Regions from separate parts of the Ovis aries genome. Here region 2 is linked to region 1. A link is a contact called in public Hi-C data. All regions are on one chromosome and are shown on one strand. The core of a region is the stretch at or near the end of the contact, and the rest is flanking DNA. Distances in the headings are between cores, read along the strand shown. Region 1 overlaps REN (renin). Region 2 overlaps PLEKHA6 (pleckstrin homology domain containing A6).

What was found. A called contact is a pair of places that touch in the nucleus more often than the background predicts.
Region 2: a Hi-C map of hypothalamus shows a contact between it and region 1, with 4 times the contacts expected there. The contact joins two enhancer-like sites. A contact is called at or near these places in 4 of 16 Hi-C or Micro-C datasets (hypothalamus, muscle and tail adipose tissue).

The regions. Positions count from the first base shown.
Region 1 is chr12:1,788,595-1,791,577 of ARS-UI_Ramb_v3.0, reverse strand. REN (renin) reads left to right here. Exons shown (of 10, transcript NM_001009299.1): 2 at 2,240-2,390; 3 at 2,881-2,983. Among named protein-coding and RNA genes, the nearest start is that of REN, 2.7 kb to the left of the region's middle. Within about 2 kb of position 1,692, at least 22 of the 54 cell types and tissues checked have an H3K27ac peak or open chromatin away from gene starts, as enhancers often do. A contact at or near this core is called in hypothalamus, where this site is marked.
Region 2 is chr12:1,957,605-1,960,544 of ARS-UI_Ramb_v3.0, reverse strand. All of the region lies in intron 3 of PLEKHA6 (pleckstrin homology domain containing A6), which reads left to right. Among named protein-coding and RNA genes, the nearest start is that of PLEKHA6, 15 kb to the left of the region's middle. Within about 2 kb of position 1,369, at least 4 of the 54 cell types and tissues checked have an H3K27ac peak or open chromatin away from gene starts, as enhancers often do. A contact at or near this core is called in hypothalamus, where this site is marked.

The DNA.
Region 1 (2,983 bases), core at 443-2,942:
CTTCAAGGCTGCAGGAGCGGGGAGGCAGGTGGGAGAGGGCCTTCCAGAGAAAGGGTTTCACGCTGGGGAAGCAGATGGGACCAGAAGACCTGAAGTTAAGGGGCAGGCTTTCGTAACAGTGGTAGTTGCTAGGCCTGTAAAATGCTGAGGACTTCATAGGATTGCTTCCTGTGTCTCAGCTCAAATCATCCTCCCAACAGTCCCATTTTATAGCTGGGGACACTGAGGTTCAGGGAGGTCCGATGTAGGAGGCTCAGCCTGGGCACACGCTGCACCACGTTTCCGAAGCCTCTTTCCTCTGCTCCAGGGAGAGTAGCTGCTGGGCTGGGGGCGTGGTGAGGGGGAGAGGCACTTCCCAGTGGCAGTATGTGTCTGAGCGTGGCCCCCACCCCCAGGATAAAGGGAGGGAAAGGAAAAAAACATTCTCCCTTGTCTCTTCAGAACGAGAAGAATGAAATTAGACCAGGGTGAAGAGGGAGTCAGGCTTTCCAAATGTACTTAGAGGAGTTTTGCTAACTGACATGAGCCTCAACATCCCCATGCAAGGCTTTGCGGCGCTCTGAAGGGCCGATTCCAGTCTCAAGGTGCAGTCATTGCCTTTTACACACAGACACCTTTTACAACATGTACTGAGCACCGGGCAACTCAATCTGCAAAGTGCGTACTCTCGGTGGTAGGTACTACCATTAAGTCCATTGTTACAGAGACCCAGAGGAGGTCAGGTAAGTTGCTCAGAGTCAGGCAGGTAGGAGGGGATTCGAGCACATCACCACGACCACTACACCCTCATCACAGAAGGCACGAGGCTGTGCAGCGCTGGTTACGGACACCCGGGGAAAACGGGGCAGGTGCCCAGGCAAAGGGGAGGCCAGCGTGGGGGCATGGGGGCTTCCAGGAGGCGGGGTGCACCCTGGCCTTAGAGGGCTGGAAAATGCTGGAAAGTGCTGGCGTGGGGGGGAGGGGGAGGGAAAGGGGAGAAGGAAGGGATTCTCTAAAAGGAGAGGGTAAAAGGAGCCCTCTCTGGGGTCTAGCCTTCTCTGTCCCTCCATTTTCCCATCTGTAAAATGAAAATAGTAAAGATACTCACCTCAGGTGATGGCTACGAATCAAATAGATCATAGTCGTGAAAATACTTTGTGGAACAATAGACCATGTTATGAATATGGCAAGTCATTTCTGTTAAAATATTAACACCAACAAGCATGAAAGTTGCATTCACGTTTGTGGGCAAAATGCATGGGGCCTGAGAAGGAAAGGCTAGTGCAAGTACAGAAGAAGGAATAGGGACCCTCCAGACTTTGGGCTGCAAGCCCGGGACCCCCAACAACGGCTCAGGCTGTGGCACACAGCCTTCACGTCGGAGTCCGGGGACCCCTCTGTGGGAGATGGGCCAGTCAGGGCACCTCGAATCCCTGCTGCACCTACTCCTGAGTCGCCTCATCCCTCACCCCGGAGTGAGGACAGCCAGCCTGCAGGATGGGAACGAGGTCACGTGGTGAGGGTGGCCTGCACCGCGCTGGGCGCCCGCACGGTGGCAGCTCAGGGCGACGTGAGTTTCCCAGTTCTCTTTAACTCCGCCTCCCGAAGGTGACAGGAGAGCACTGGGACAAGAAGCGGAGGGCCTGGGACCTGGGCTCAGGAAGACGCTTCTTCCCGAGGGCAGGCTGCACAGGCCCTGTGGAGACGCCTGCATTCCCCGACCCCGCCCAGTCCAGGCCCAGGGCCCTGGCCGGGTGCTGCCTGCTGCTTCCTGGAGCCCCCGCCCCGGCCGTGCGGGCATGTGCTGCCACCTGCAGGCCCCGCGTGGCACTGCCTCACCCATCCAGCCGTGAGCCGGCATGCCCAACCTTCACCTCCTTAGGGGGACGTCAGTGCTGTTTCCTCCTCCGTCTTCCCATCCGCTGGAGCCCCTCGAAGGCGGTGATGGTCTTTTTATCTCTAGCATCCAGCAAGGTGCAGGCACAGAGTAGGTGTCCAACCTGTGCTTGTGGAGTGAATGAATGAACAAATGACCTTAAAATGGTGAGCAAAATCAAGCAACAGGAGCGAGTTAGCTGAGGATCATTTAATACCAGCACAGGTAACCACGGAGTCTCCTTCAGAGACTTAACAGCTCAAGAGTGATCCCTAGGTGCCTGGGCTAAGGTTGGGGTAGTTTTATTAGAAGCTTCTAGAACTCTACCATTACTGTGGGAGGGGACAGAGCTCTTCTACTTTTTATTACTCCATCATGGGCCAGGATCTTCCTCAAGAAGATGCCCTCAGTCCGGGAAAGCCTGAAGGAGCGAGGCGTGGACATGGCCCAGCTGGGTGCTGAGTGGAGCCAGCTCACCAAGACTCTCTCCTTTGGCAACCGCACCTCCCCTGTGGTCCTCACCAACTACCTGGACGTGAGTGCCCAGCTTGGTCCCTTGCCCACTTCACTCTCTCCTTCTTCTCTTGGGCCTAAGGCATTTTTGCCCTTTCTGAGCACCTCACGAAATTCCCATTTCACAGCTGGAAAGACTGAGGCACAGAGGACCGGAAGGAGCCCAGAGGTGGGGTCAGGTTTGGAACTCAGGAATCCAGGCCCTGGGCCCCCAAGTACAGGTGTTGCAGGGGCAGGGGTTCAGCGAAGCATCAGGATTTCTGTGGGGCATGGGGCACCTCCCTGCTTCACTGGCAGTACATTTAATTTGCCCTCTGGTCTTACTGAGCCTCCCACTTCGTGTCATGAGACACTGCTAAGCCTCTGACTCCGTCCCTGCTGAAAATGGAAACCCAGACCACCCAGGCTACGTGGTCTGCCTCATTTCACCCCAAGTTCCAAAGGGCATATCAGGCAAGACCCCAAGGCTCCCCAAGCCCCTCAGGCCACCACCCCTCTCCTTCGTCCTGCAGACCCAGTACTATGGTGAGATCGGCATCGGCACCCCACCACAGACCTTCAAAGTCATCTTTGACACGGGCTCCGCCAACCTCTGGGTGCCGTCCACCAAGTGCA
Region 2 (2,940 bases), core at 120-2,619, 170 kb before region 1:
CTCCTCCTGCCCCCAATCCCTCCCAGCATCAGGGTCTTTTCCAATGAGTCAACTCTTCGCATGAGGTGGACAAAGTACTGGAGTTTCAGCTTCAACATCAGTCCTTCCAATGAACACCCAGGACTGATCTCCTTTAGGATGGACTGGTTGGATCTCCTTGCAGTCCAAGGGACTCTCAAGAGTCTTCTCCAACACCATGGTTCAAAAGCATCAATTCTTCAGTGCTCAGCTTTCTTCACAGTCCAACTCTCACATCCATACGTGACCAGTGGAAAAACTATAGCCTTGACTAGATGGACTTTTGTTGACAAAATAATGTCTTTGCTTTTGAATATGCTATCTAGGTTGGTCATAACTTTCCTTCCAAGGAGTAAGCGTCTTTTAATTTCATGGCTGCAGTCACCATCTGCAGTGATTTTGGAGCCCCCCAAAATAAAGTCTGACACTGTTTCCACTGTTACCCCATCTATTTCCCATGAAGTGATGGGACCAGATTTCATGATCTTAGTTTTCTGAATGTTGAGCTTTCAGCCAGCCTTTTCACTCTCCTCTTTCACTTTCATCAAGAGGATCTTTAACTCCTCTTCACTTTCTGCCATAAGGGTGGTGTCATCTGCATATCTGAGGTTATTGATATTTCTCCCGGCAATCTTGATTACAGCTTGTGCTTCTTCCTGCCCAGCGTTTCACATGATGTACTCTGCATAGAAGTTAAATAAGCGGGGTGACAATATACAGCCTTGAAGTACTCCTTTTCCTATTTGGAACCAGTCTGTTGTTCCATACCCAGTTCTAACTGTTGCCTCCTGACCTGCATACAGGTTTCTCAAGAGGCAGGTCAGGTGGTCTGGTATTCCCATCTCTTTCAGAATTTTCCACAGTTTATTGTGATCCACACAGTCAAAGTCTCTGGCGTAGTCAATAAAGCAGAAATAGATGTTTTTCTGGAACTCTCTTGCTTTTTCAATCATTCAGCGGATGTTGGCAATTTGATCTCTGGTTCCTCTGCCTTTCCAACAGGTAATAATAAAAGTCAGCTATCCATATAACTTTGGAATCTGGGCTTCACTTTTTTCTTCTCCTTTTAGTGTGGTTGAGTCAAATTTCAATGAGCAAATACTGATATTTGGCCAGCATCAGATAAATCTGATAATTGTGTTCAATAGATCCTTCCCTTCATGGTGCTTGGGAGGTCATTCTTTGGTATTACACAACTGATGGCATTGCTCAAGCGTGTGTGCAGTTTTAAAGTGTCATTGAACAGAAAGGATATGCAGGGAGAAGAGAAAAAGCACAGGGTTAAAATGTGGGTAAAACCCATTGCAAGCCTGTGCTCATGCACACATAAACCCACTGGAGGGCACCAAAGCACGCATGACCGGCCCACTGAGGCCTTGAAAGGGCTGGCTCCCTGCAGAGGGTGGGTCCTCCCTGAGCTGACAGGGGCATCCTGACTGTCCTCTGCCACCCCTCAACCACTGTGGGCCTGGTGGAGTCCTCTGATGCTTGGAGATCTGGCCGGGTAACACTCATCCCTGATTTTCCCTGACCTGTGACTCCTTCCTGCTAAGGCAGCTGTCTGTGGAGCTTGTCAGTTCAGTCTCCAAGAGTGCGTCTCTCTTCAGCTGGCTAAGAGGGCGGTAGGACAGAGGTCCTTTCTGTGGAGGCACGCCCCCGTTACCCTCGCTCCCAGCCTGGGCCCTGCTGCCCCCGCCCCCCCCACCAGGACGCTGCCCTGTGACTGTGCCAGCTTGCACGGGCACCTCTGCCCCTCAGGGAGCCCCACCCAGCTGCTGTCACATCCTTGTTCTGGCCTGGATGCTTCCTCCAAGATGGGGCCAGGACGGGCTCTCTGCACCTGTGCCTCTGGTTCTGTCAGGGTGGGCTCAGTGCCGTGCCAGGGGCTGCAGGGGTGGGGTGGGGGCAGGCACCCAGGAGCCCAGGGCTGGCTCACAGGAATCATCAGTAGAGAGCCCAACCTGGGGGACCCCAGAGGAGGTGGTGTCCCAGGAAGTATGATGGAGCCTCGCAGGGCAAAGGAGAGAAGTCCCAGGGCAGCGAATCTGCGCGTTCGTCACCTGCCCAGCTCTGTCCTCCGAAAGGCGAGTCACACCTTGGAACAGTAAAGCATGAGACAGACGAGGAGAGAAGTGAGGCGTGGCGTGGCGCTCGGAGCAGACAAGCCCCATTTACAGACGAGGAAGACTGAGGCTCAGCAGCCAGGTCACTCGTTCAGAGTCCCTCATCTGGGAGCCAGGGCTCAATCTCAGGTCCTGAAGGAGAGTTTATCACCCGGGCTCCATTATCCGCTCCCCGCTTATTACCTTTCGGCAGGAGACACCGTCCAGGCGTGGCTGGATGGGGAAGGGGCAGACACATTTGAGGGGCAGTGCATCGCCCAGTTTAGTGGTCCCCAGTATTGTGTGGTGGGGGAGGTAGGCCCTCGAAAGGCCAGGAGCATGCGAGTGTTCAGAGACTGAATCCCTGACTGAGAGTTTTGGACTTTTTCTTCTAAGTGCTGGGGGATGTGGATTCCAAAGTGGAGGATGGATGGAGTCACAGAGGCACGTTCTTTGGAATATCCTCCCTTAAAACCACCTCCTCACTCCCTCCCAACCTAGGCCTTTCAGATGAGTCTTGCTCCCGCTCTGCTGTGTAAACAGAGAGGGACTTCAGACTTGGCGCAGGTGGACCATTTTCCGGCCCTGCCTCACCAGTCCTTGTTGGGCCTTGGAGACCCCTCGCCCCTTGCGCCCTGAAGCGCAGGTGGTGCTCCGGCAGCCAACCTCGCGTGCGTCTCCAGCCCACAGCCCCCCAGGTCCCCGGAAGCACCGAGGCTCTAGCTCGGGCCTCTCAGAGGATCGAGGGACTTGGCTGCCGCCCTCGCCCTCCGTCTGCCAGAGAGAAAGCTCTCAGCAGGCCCGTCTGCCTCCTGCCCTT